2 separate regions of the Zea mays genome follow, and region 1 is linked to region 2. A link is a contact called in public Hi-C data. All regions are on one chromosome and are shown on one strand. The core of a region is the stretch at or near the end of the contact, and the rest is flanking DNA. Distances in the headings are between cores, read along the strand shown.

The links. A called contact is a pair of places that touch in the nucleus more often than the background predicts.
Region 1: a Hi-C map of leaf shows a contact between it and region 2, with 4 times the contacts expected there. The contact joins the promoter of LOC100304394 here to the promoter of LOC103632861 in region 2. A contact is called at or near these places in 12 of 25 Hi-C or Micro-C datasets (bundle sheath, ear, endosperm and 3 more).

The regions. Positions count from the first base shown.
Region 1 is chr1:27,719,195-27,725,051 of Zm-B73-REFERENCE-NAM-5.0, forward strand. It overlaps LOC100304394 (MA3 domain-containing protein), which reads right to left and starts at 2,855. Exons shown (of 2, transcript NM_001165830.1): 1 at 2,553-2,855; 2 at 479-2,480. The coding sequence starts at 2,624. The coding sequence ends at 630.
Region 2 is chr1:27,589,168-27,595,496 of Zm-B73-REFERENCE-NAM-5.0, forward strand. It overlaps LOC103632861 (Outer arm dynein light chain 1 protein), which reads right to left and starts at 3,262. Exons shown (of 11, transcript NM_001352077.1): 1 at 2,673-3,262; 2 at 1,088-1,345; 3 at 746-988; 4 at 509-658; 5 at 1-131. The coding sequence starts at 3,134.

The DNA.
Region 1 (5,857 bases), core at 1,605-4,104, 130 kb after region 2:
TTTGTTTAAGTTCAAGTGTTATCGATACGATACTACAAATGGATACCGCCCTATTCAAATTTGTTACCACCGGTATTCGAGTGTGAATCGTTACCATTACCATTTACGTTACATTTCGCGAACCAAACGGCACCTATGTATTAGACTATATAAGGACTCAATATAATACAACCATCGATACACCAAATTTATTGTTCTTCTAATATATTGGAGTCACTAGTTTCGACTTTGCCATTTGCCATGGAACTCTATATTTAAAAATTTAAACAAAAGATTATGGTCATGCGACATGTTAACAAGGAGAAACATGGCATTTTTTTCCGAACAAGTAAATTTGTCAAAGCAAATCATAACAACAGCGTAACAGAAAAGGGTTGGGAAACATAAACTCTCCAATTCACAAGTCCTCTCCGCTAAATGCCATACAAACTAAGATGGAAGATCTGCTTCCAATTCTATACCAAAATTGTCGTGGGTTGTGGCGATTATATTTGTATATTCCCTCTCTCTTGCCCCTGTTGATTCATAGTACAAGTATATATAGTGTGATGTGTAAAAGTACTAAAAGTTGCAGACGAACTCCCCAGGAAATGGAATTGCGGTGCTGCACCCTGAATGTGACCGATTGCTCACGAACAAACGCCATTTGCAACAGGCAGCCCTGGCGTCGTCATCGAGAAGGACGGGTCAAGCCATCCATCCTTCTTGGCGCGCTCGATGCAGCAGCCGAGCTGCTTCGCGGCGTCAGGCACGTCGAGTGCGAGGTCGTCGACGCAGTCGGCCATCCTGTCGAAGCCCTTGGTCATCTGGTTCGGCGTGATCAGACCGCGACCGTAGCACTCGCTGAGGAGGCCCCAGAGCCGCTCGTCCCTGCCTCGCTTCTCGATGATAGCCACCAGCGCCTTCTTCACCACCTCGTGGTGGAAGAAGGGCATGGCAAGATCCTTGATGCATCGGCACGCCTCCCGGATGTCGCCGCCGCAGTCGTACTCCTGCAGCAGCTTGCCGATCTTGTCCTTCACCTCGTCCAGCTCCCAGCCTGCCTTGCCGCTGCCGCCGCCGCCCCAGCACCGCAAGATCCGCTCCGCGGAGAGCTTCGCGCCGAGCAGCGCATGGGCGTTCCGAAGCGCCAGCATGCCGGCGGAGCCATCCGCCTTGACGCGGCCGGCGTCCTCCTCCAATGCCTCCAGGTCCGACGGTGCGATCACCTCGTCAACCACGGACCTAGCAAAGAACATGGTCAGGTCCTCGACTATGGCCGGGTTGTCCAGCGCGGCGTCCTCGGCGGCGTCGATGAGGAGGTGGAACCCTGCCACGACGTCCTCTGGCGGCATGCAGAGCGAGGAGAGCAGCACCGACGCCATTTCCTTCTCGCGGCTCTTCCGGTCCATCGCGGCGTTCACCAGCTTCTGCACGAAGATGGCATTGAAGGAGGGACAACACGAGTAGTTCTCTGCTTCCAACCAGCTCATGACCTCGATGATGTCGCCGGTCAAGAAGTACTCCTTTATGATCAAAACGGCCTTCTCCTTGAACTGCCGCACCGTGGCGTCGTCGACCTCGCTACCCTTCTTCGGCTCCGGTGGCAACGGTTTGAGGCACGACTCGGACAGCCAGCCCTCCGACGAAGCCTTATGGATCACCGATTTCAGAAGGCACCTCGCGTTCGGCACGTCGAGCGCCAGATCGTCTAGAGAGTCGATCAGACGGTCAAACCCTTTAGTGATCTGGCTCTCGTTGATAACGCCTTCCTCCGACGCCGACTTGAGGAGGTCCAGGATGAGGCCCTCGGCCGCACGGCCGCGCTCCACGGCGAGGACGAGCGCGCGCTTGACGACGTCGTGGTGGAAGAAGGGGATCTTGAGGTCCCTGACGCACCGCAGGGCCTCGCTCCTATCGCCGCCGGCGAGGTACTCCTCCAGGATGTCGGATATCTTGGCCTTGGCCTCCTCCACCGTGATCCGCTTGCTGCCGCCCCACCTCTGCAGGACGATCTCGCCGTGGTGCGGCACGGACAGGTAGCTCTTCTCCGCCCTGCGGAGGACCTTGGCGCCCTTGCACCCGTGGGGCAGGCGCGCGCTCTGCGTGGCCAGGAACGCCGGCGGCAGCATGTCGTCGACGACGGCGCGGGCGACGAACACGGCGAGGATGTCGACGGCGTCGGGCGTGTCGACGGACAGGTCGTCGCAGGACTCGGTGAGCTTGCAGAAGGCCTTGCAGAGCTGCGGGCGGTCGACGACGTCGCCGTAGAGCGAGGACAGCAGGACCGCCGCCTTCTCCTTCTCCCTGTCGTGGCGGTCCATTGCCACGGAGACCAGCTTCTTGACGAAGTAGAAGTGGTAGCACGGCACGCGGAGCTCCCGCAGCTCGTTCGCCGTCGCGGCGACGTCGTCCGTGGAGAAGTACTCCTCCACGATCGTGGTGGCCTTCCTCTTGAACTGGAGGAATTCTTCGGAAGAGAGCGTCGGGCTCTGCGGGACCTGTTATTTCCTTGGGGAGATCGTAAAAAACGCAGAGGAAATCGAGGCCAAACGACACAGGCTTGTAGTTACCTCGGTGGCGCAGCAATTGGGCGGCGCCTGGTGTTCAGGCCGTGGAACAACGCCGTGGTGTCCGCAGTCCATGGGGACCAACTCTTCTATGGCATCCGAGACCGAGAGCTGTAGGCAGCAGACGTCCCCTGCAATCAGCTGCAGACTGCAGGGGGCATTCCTGTCATGATCAGTCCGAGAGATTCAAATCATGGAGCAGCACCGGATCTTATTCGAGATCGCCACCGAGATGATCGGGAGGCTCCCTTGTGTTTTTTGTGTGAGTTATTTCTCTTCGTTGCGACAGCTCTAACTCAGGGAGCGATTGAGAGAGAGCTGTGAGGAGCCAACGCCCGCAGAGCGAATGGTTTTTATGTGCTTGAGCCTCGCTCGCAGTCAGCGTAGGAGGGCTGTAAGAGGTCTAGACGCGCCACGTCATCTATGGACCGTGTCACTGCATGGCGACCACGGATGTGGGAGATGCGGCGCACAGGCTTCGCGGTGTACCGAGAATTAGTGGACGTAGACCATGCGCATATGGCGCTAGGTAACTGCAGCACGATGGACCGGGTCCTGGCCCGGGAGACCCGGGCAACAGGTGAATATTTTTTAGTCCTATATATAAACCCTAAACATAGAAAACTTCAGAACCCAAGCCGACCGTCCAGAGTTTTAGATGCGATGAGTAGGAGAAAGTGCATGCATGCCGCGTACGTGGGGAGATTTGCGTGGAGCGCGGATAGCTTCCTGATCAGTCTTCTTGTGCCAAGCGCAGCGCCCAAGCCAAATCGTTACGGGCCGGCCCTCCAGAAAAGTGGCCTCTTTAGTAAGCCGAATCTTTATGGGCCGTTTGGTTCTTCGGAATTGGGATATCTTTTTCAGTATCGAGTTGCAGACAACAACAGTGATGTGCACGGCAGCAGGCAGGATCGCATGAAAGCGGGGAATGGAAATGAGCGAAGCATTTCTGCATGAAAATAGTGTTACTGTAGAGAGACGTCGTATGGGAGTGGGACAAAGTGTCGGATTGGCCATGGCGGACCCAGGCACACTTAGGGCTTGTTTGGAGTAGGTGGAACAAAAAGAATTGAGGGGACTATAATCCCTTGCTATTCAATTTTGAATAACAAGGGATTATAGCCCCCTCAATTCTCTTTGTTTCACTTGGTCCCAAACAAGCCCTTAGGGGGTGTTTGGTTTCTAGGGACTAATGTTTAGTCCCTTCATTTTGTTCCATTTTAGTATATAAATTGGCAAATATAGAAACTAAAATAGAGTTTTAGTTTCTATATTTGATAATTTTGTAACTAAAGTGGAATAAAATGTAGGGACTAAAAATTAGTCCTTAGAAACCAAACATCCTCTTACTAAGATGGGCACCAAAATATCACAATAGAGACATCTATGTTAGGTTGACCAAGTGATCTCAGTAATAAAAATCTAGAATACTACTTACAATATAAATAAGCAGGAAGATGGACCCTCATGTCTATATAGGTCTTCCCTAGAAATGGTTGTAGACTTAAGACTTAAAACATTCTTTCCATTTCTAGATTACCAATCCTATATAACTCTTTATATTGATAGACTAAACACACACACATATATAGATCTATTCATCACCCAAGGTGGTGGACCCGTTAGATCCATCACCTGGACACTCGGCGCGCGCCCCGCCACTCGATGCGCGCGTGTGGCTGCGCCCCCCGCGTGGCTCCCATGCGCCCGCCTAGCTTGCTGACCGGGCCACCCACCCCGCTCGACCGACCGAGCCGAACAATATGAAAAATGAATGAAAAACAAAGAATGGTTTAATGTTGTCTAAACTCGATCATAAAAAATGACTGAAAAATAAAGAATGATTTAATGTTGTCTAGACTCTGAAAAACCAATAATATCTGATAAACACAGGGAGAATGAGTGAAACAAAAAATGACTTAATGTTTCCCTGAAAAATGACTTGATGTTTATCTGAAAAACAAAAATGACTGACTTTAAAACAATTTTTTTTGAGAAAACATGAAAAATGCCTCAAAACTAAAAATGACTTAATGTTGCCTAGATGTTTACTAGAATGACTTAATGTTTGAACTCCGGGATGATTTAATGTTACCTAAAATTCTAAAATAACTTAATATTTCTCGAAAAAATGACTTAATATTTACTAGAATGACTTAGTGTTGATTGGAATGACTTAATGTGCTACGAAATGAGCCGCACGGGGACACGGAGCCGTGCGGGCGCGAGCCGGGCGAGCCGAAGCCGCACCGACGTGAAGTAGCGTGGGGCGTGCACGATCGGCACGGGCGAGCACGCGCCAGGACAGTCTACCCTAGGTGATGAATAGTATATATATACACACATACTCATGATCTTGTCTAAGTCCCTAGAAAGACAACCCAAGACCCTCAATGATGTGAAGTCCTAGACTAATCTAAGAGGAAAACCAACATACCTTCGTTGATGGCGGGCGTTAACGATCGCCGCAACTTCTTGCATGTTACTGTGTGTGATATGGACTCTATGTGATATTATCTAATTGTTTGATGTGCTATTTAGTGATATATGCTGATATCATATTTGATGTGGTTATTATAATTGTGGTTGTTAATAAAACAAGGAAAACTTTTGCGCAATTTTTTCTGGTTAGAAACATGAAGAGTACAATACAATGTAATAACAAATTGAAACACAAAGGTACTACAAAGAAACCAGATTGCAAAATCAACTCATCGTCCGATTCATCTATTGCATAATCTTCAAAGACAATGTCGTTCCACTTTCTTGATTGTCCCACATTTCTCTCTTCTTTATTTTTCTTGTAGTAAGCTGCTTCTGCCATATATGCAGCCTGGGAAAATAACGGGTCTTCAGCCCCCGCTTCATCAACCTTTTACTTGTAATAAGCGGCCTTTGCTTCATCGGTGACCTAAGACAATCTAGATAAACTCGTTGTTGGGGGCCTTCCTCTTCCGAAGGTCCTCACAAACGTGACTGACCATATGTTTTTAGTATATGGATTATTACAGGGGGCTTCGGCTTCGGCATTGTTGACGCTTTTTTGGAGCGCCAAATACTTAAGAAGAACCAGCAGCGGTGCTCTCTGGTCAGGCGCGGACGGTCCGCGGCCTGGGGCCGGACGGTCCGCGACCTGGCGCAGGGGCTAGGGTTTCCTGCCTGACGGCCGGACGGTCCGCGCCCTGGGGCCGGACGGTCCGCGCGTGCGCAGGGGCGGCGGAAGATCGCCGGCGGCGCCTGGATCTCGCTCCCGGGAGGGACCCCGTCAGGGAGGAGAGATCCTAGGGGTTGTCTAGGCTCGGGCCGGC
Region 2 (6,329 bases), core at 2,012-4,511:
AGGTCATGATCAACAGCTGCAGTTTCATCCTTCTTGGAACTGTCACTATCACAGTGGGTGGACTGCTGCTCTACACCATCACAGAGATTTCTCTCTTCCTCCACTATGCTCACAAGTCGGGAAAATTTTCTCTACAGTAAATGAAAGAGAACCGATATCATTTGATTGCTAAAGTAGTCGTGCAAGGCTAGTTTACTGTATCATTTTTGCAAAGGATGTAAGGCATATCTTGCACTTCTAAAAATAAAGATCACATCTACCGTCTGGGATGAACCAGCTAGAGACCAAATTCATGAAAGTATTACCTTCTTTGTTGCATGTGAAAACTAAAAAAGAGTGCAAATGGAACAAAACACATGCATGATTGCTTCACCACAATATTGTCAAATCATCTATGCTTAAGGAGAATAGTAACAGAAAAAAGTTCCAACCAAGGAATCTTGATATATGGTGCTACATGCAATGACGAATTTAGTGCAACTGGCATAATGGAACAACAGGTACATACCATCTTCAAATTCAATATGTCTTCATCTTCATGATCATCAATTGCAGGAAAATAAAATCCATAACCAGCAGGTTGATTTTGCCTGCATGCAAACAATACTTGCTTTTCCCAGTATTCTTGTGTGTTCATACCTTTATCATCTAGCTTCAACTGAACCAGAAAAGGCAGGAACAAACTATTATGACGGGGGAAATTTAAGAAACAAAAAGAGTCCAATATTTGAAGTCAAATACTTACATTCTCTGGATTACGAAAAAAACTGAACACATGTGCTCGATACCACCGGGCACAGCAGATTGGGTTGCCTTCCAACCAGAGGTTTTGCAACAGAGGTAGAGTGCCGAGGATTTCCAATTCTGAGAAAATTGAGATGATATTGTAAGAGAGATCAAGCCCCATGAGTGACTTGAGATTTTCAATCCCGTTTACTGTAGTTAAAGCATTATTTCTCACAACAAGTTTTACGATTCGACTGGAAACCTGCAAGAAAGCACATGTAACTGTAGATACCACTAATGAGTGTAATCGCAATAAGCTAGTCTGCAGCGCAATGTTCAGGATTATAAAAGAAATGCTTACCTCACTCAAGGATGAAATCGAACGCAAATGATTAAATCCGAGATCCAGATTTCGCAACTTTGTACATTTCTGCAGATTGTCCACCTTTGCAAACTTGTTGCGACTAAGGTCCAAGGTTTCAGTTGCAGGTAACAATTGCAACGACTCGTCCATGAGTACTACACCATTAGATGCACATGAGACATATGAAAGTTTGCTCCATACAGGGGAGTCCTTGATATCCATGATTCTACTCGCAAAGACATGCCTAAGAGCATCCTGCGGTAGCATGAAAGTCAACTAATGCGAGTTTGGCCAAAATATTCACATGACATGGAAGTGCTTAGAAATGAAAGCTGGATCCAAATAACTACTTGAGGAAGAGATGATTAATGCTAGTATGCTACTACTCTTGCTAGACGAATTGTTTGGTGCTTGCTGAACATTTGACAATATACCACAATCCAATCAAGTTACAGACACCAAAGCTGCAACCAAATACTAGAGTTTTCCACATGCATGCTCAATTTTGTTGCATATTACATCAGCCAACAAAGAACATTACAACACAATGTACAATGGCTGATATCTGAGACTTGTCCAAGCCACATGGAACAGGGAATAACAGAAAAGCTAGAGGAAGAGATGTCATGTGCTGTTCAGGAAGCATTGCTCCCTTGATACTCCCTCCATTAAAAAAATTATAAGACGTTTTAGTTTTCTTGATACAGTGCTTTTATTATGTATCTAAACATAGTGTATATCTAGGTGCAAGTTATGAATCTAGAACCAAAACGTCTTTATAATTTGAAACTGAGAGAGAGTAGTTTTTAAGGAGACTGTAAATCTCGAACTCTTGAACTCTATGAATAGTAAATGTCAACCAAAATTGTCTTCATAACTTGTAAAAGAAAGTAGAAGATGCATGCAGCTATACAGATCACAATGTGTTGTGTCCATCAGGAGGCCACGTGGATGAAGGTTTTTTATGCCAAAGCTTATTAATTAGACCGTGAGAATAAATATATCAAGCGCAGCAGGGATGGTTGCTGCAGTTGCATAAATGGTATCTGCAGCACAAGCATTGATATAAATAAAGCCCTGCAGGTGCTCAGGACTTGAGATGCTCTGCAAGACGCCAAAATCTATTTAACTCAGAGAAACCAAGTTCATTTCGAGTTGAGTAAAGAGTGGTTGATGATGACTTAAAATATTATTTAAAAAAAATCCATAAACATGACCTCAAACTATAATAAACATAAGTACTAGAAGGCATCTTAGCACGAATATCAAATTGACTGACGAAATGCTGAGTAAACACTGAACAGAATCCGATCGCATCCTTGGAATATAAATCAAAAGTGTGACCATATTCGTCCAGCAAACAGGTTAAAAGTCTAAGTATTGAAGCAAATAGGATAAAAGCCATGGCGCGTTACTAGCTGTAGATGAACCAGAACAGCAAACTGTAGTTACAATTTGGCAGTTCAGAATAGCTCATGGTAGTTGAGGATCATAATTCATGAGTAAGGCCTGTGGTCACACAGCGAATTGCCGCAAACACCGAATTCCAAAGGAAATTGTACGTCGGGTGGCATAAACGCACCGTAGAATTGAAACAGACGAGCTTCTCGAGGGTGTGTCGGAGCTCGAGAAGGCCCCTGGCGGCCGAGGTAGAGAGGTCGCAGCCCCGCAGCTCGAGCACGCGCAGGCGCGCGAAAGGCAGGATCGAGAGCGGCGCGGGGTCGCGGCGGGGCCCCGGGGCGACGACCTTGAGCGAGGTGAGGAGGCGCAGGATCCGCCGTAGCTGCTCGAGCGCTCGGTGGTCGCCAAGGTCCGCGACGTAGGCGCGGAGGTAGTCGACTGGGGCGCCGGCGCCCACGGCCTCGAGCTCCCGGAGCGCCTCGAGGCGGGAGGCGACGTAGTGGAGTCCGACGGGGTGGAGGCGGAGGGTGACGGTGCCGTCGAGCAGCGCGCCCGCGTTGCGCGCCACGAAGCGGACGAGCAGGTCGAGGTAGTGGTCGCCGGTGACCGGGGACGCCGGGGACCCCGCGCGGGGCGTGCCCATCGGGATCGAGGCTAGGGTTTGGGGGTGGGAGCGCGCCGGCGCATCCGCGAGCGGCGGGGCGGACGCGAGAGGAGGTGGAGGGTGGAGACGGGACGGGGGAGGGAGGAGGATGCAAGCGGACACGCCCCCGCGGTGGTACGTATGATTGGGGGACACGCGGGCTAGCTGTGGTGCGGTGCTGGAGAGGGAACGGAAGGCGACGCGATGCAGATGTACGAAGCAACCGCGGTTTGCGATCCGCGGTTTCGTTCTCCAAAGACTTGGTTTGTTGGAGCTAAACGGACGGAATCGCGCGGGACGGACGGGCGGCCGTCTGGATCTGGCGTGGGTTTGGCCGTGTTTTGCAGTTTCCGGCGCTGGCATTGAGCTGCGTGCGCGGTTACGGCTGTGCGCGCGTTGGCGTTTTGTTGGGCCTGTAGGCTGTAGCAAAAGAGCCGCGAGTTTGGAGTGTGGTGGCTGGCGGCTTGGAGCGTTTTTCTGGGTTGGAGCGCGGATCGCCAAGGCCGTCGTCCGATTCCTAGCTCTGGCAGTCTGGCCCATCGTTGGCTTCACTAATCACTACTATAGGCATGCCGGTGAATTTTTTTTGGCATTTTGGAATTGGATTGTTCTAGAGTACTTAGCTTCATTTGATCCACCTAGTTTGTTGGGTGAAGTTGGGCTTGAGATTAGGATTTAATCTTTTGCAAGAAATTTATAAAAGCCCAATTCACCCCATCTTGGACATCACAAACCTTTCAATTGGTATTAGAGTCATGTTCCTCCTATATTAGCTTATCCGTTAGAGTAACGATGTACAATGGGAATGAACCTCTTCCATGTTTGATGGTGACAATTTTCCATATTGAAAAATTTGTATGGAAGCATACTTAGAGGTCATAGATATTAGAGTTTATTGGGCCGCCACCCAAGGGTCTCCCTAACCTAGAGATCTCGCAAATCTCTTACGTGTGAGATTAACTATGAGAAATGTAATGCAAAGGCTAAGAACACTCTTTTTAGAGGCCTTTGAAAGGAAGTTTTCAATAGCGTTAGAAATCACAAAGAATGCTCTTACTCTATGGTCGGACATTTGTGCCTTACATGAAGGGGCTAAGTGCAAGTGTGAGGAACATTACCACATTGTGATGAAAAAGTTAAATTCTTTTGTAATGCTTCGAAATGAAAATGTCAATGACATGTACTCACGCTTAACTATTTTTGTAGAAGAAGTGAATGACTTGGGGCTCACACAACTCACACAACTGGATGTTGTGAGGAAAATTCTTAGTGGGTTGCCCATCGAAAAGTACAACCGCATTGTCACTGTGCTTCATCAAATGGATATTTCCATCACCACGCCAACTCAAATATTGGAAAGATCAATGTTCATGAGATGTACATGCACATCAATGGACAAGATGGCTCTTCTTCTAAGAAGAAGGATTTAGCGCTCAAGGCAAATCAAGAGAAGAATTGCAAGGACAAAATTCTGATAAATGAATAAATATCAAGTGATGATGATTTCAACGATGCCAAGATTGCTTTGTTGGTAAATAAAACTACAAAAATGTTGAAAAAGCTAAATCGAGAAGGCATCAAGTTTGAGTCAAGAAAGAAGAAATTCTTCACTAGTAGCAAGAGGAAGCCAATCTCGAAAATGGATTAATATAACTATGAAGAACTTGGCCATCTTGCTCATCGATTTACCAAGCCCAAGAAAACAAGTTCAAGGGCAAGAAAAATGCTGATAGTGAAGATGAAAATAAAGAAAAGAAATTCTTCAATAGAAAATATGGCAAACAAAAAGAAATTCCACAAGAGAAAAGGTGGAAAAGCATACATCGTTGGTGATTGGCTCGCCAACATTGAATCCACAAGCGGCTATTCCTCAAGCGAAAAAGATGGTGAAAAGGTCGTCGACATCGCCCTGGATTTCTCTTCACCACCACCATCGCTGTCACCACTACACACCTATGCCTTAAGGCTAAAGGTGATCGGAAGGTAGAAAATTATATTTCTAGTGATTGTGGTAGTGATAGTGATAATAAGTATGTTTCTCCTACTTATGATGAGCTAGCTGATTTTCTTAAGGAATATACTCAAGTTATTAGAAAAGATAAGGCAAATGTGGCAAGCTAAAAATGAGAATATGATTGCTAAATATGTCATAGTAGTGAAAGATAGTGATGAAATGAAAGAGGAGAACTGAAAGTCGCCTAGAGGGGGGTGGATAGGCGGAATCTGAAATTTACAAACTTAAGCACACACTACAAGCCGGGGTTAGCGTTAGAATAAATGTTAAGTCCGGGAGAGAGGGGAAAACAAATCAACCAAGAAATAATGCGGATGAACACGATGATTTATTTTACCGAGGTTCGGTTCTAAAGAACCTAGTCCCCGTTGAGGTGGTCACAAAGACCGGGTCTCTTTCAACCCTTTTCCTCTCTCAAACGGTCACATAGACCAAGTGAGCTTTCTTCCTTGATTTCCCGGGTCACTTAGACCCCGCAAGGACCACCACACAATTGGTGTCTCTTGCTTCGCTTACAAGGCTTTAAGAGTAAGAATGAGAGAAAGAAGAAAGCCAACCAAGCAACAAGAGCAACAAAGAAACACAAGACGGTCTTCTCACAAGTCCTAAAATACTAGAGTTGAATTGTGGACTTTGATTGGATCGGAGGCTTTGATTTGTGTCTTAGAGTGTTGCACTTTGCTCTTGTATTGAATGGAGAGTGTTGAATGCTTGGATGGTTAGAGTGGAGGTGGTTGTGGGGTATTTATAGGCCCCAACCACCAATTCAACCGTTGGGGCAGGCTGCTGTCGATGGGCGCACCGGACAGTCCGGTACACCAGCCACGTCACCCAATCGTTAGGGTTCTGACGATTTCGACCGTTGGAGCTTTGTCTTCATGTGGCATCGCACAGTCCGGTGTCGCACCGGACAGGCACTGTTCACTGTCCGGTGTGACTTCTGGCGGCTGCTCTAATCTCTGCGCGAACTGTCTGCGCACTGTAGCTTGCAGGCGACCGTTGCAGGCGACCGTTGCGCTGGCTACCCGTTGCTCCGCTGGTGCACCGGACAGTCCAGTGGCACACCGGACAGTCCGGTGAATTATAGCGGATCAGCGCTTCTGAAACCCGAAGGTGGCAAGTTCGGAGTGGTACGGCCCTGGTGCACCGGACACTGTCCAGTGGCACACCGGACACTGTCC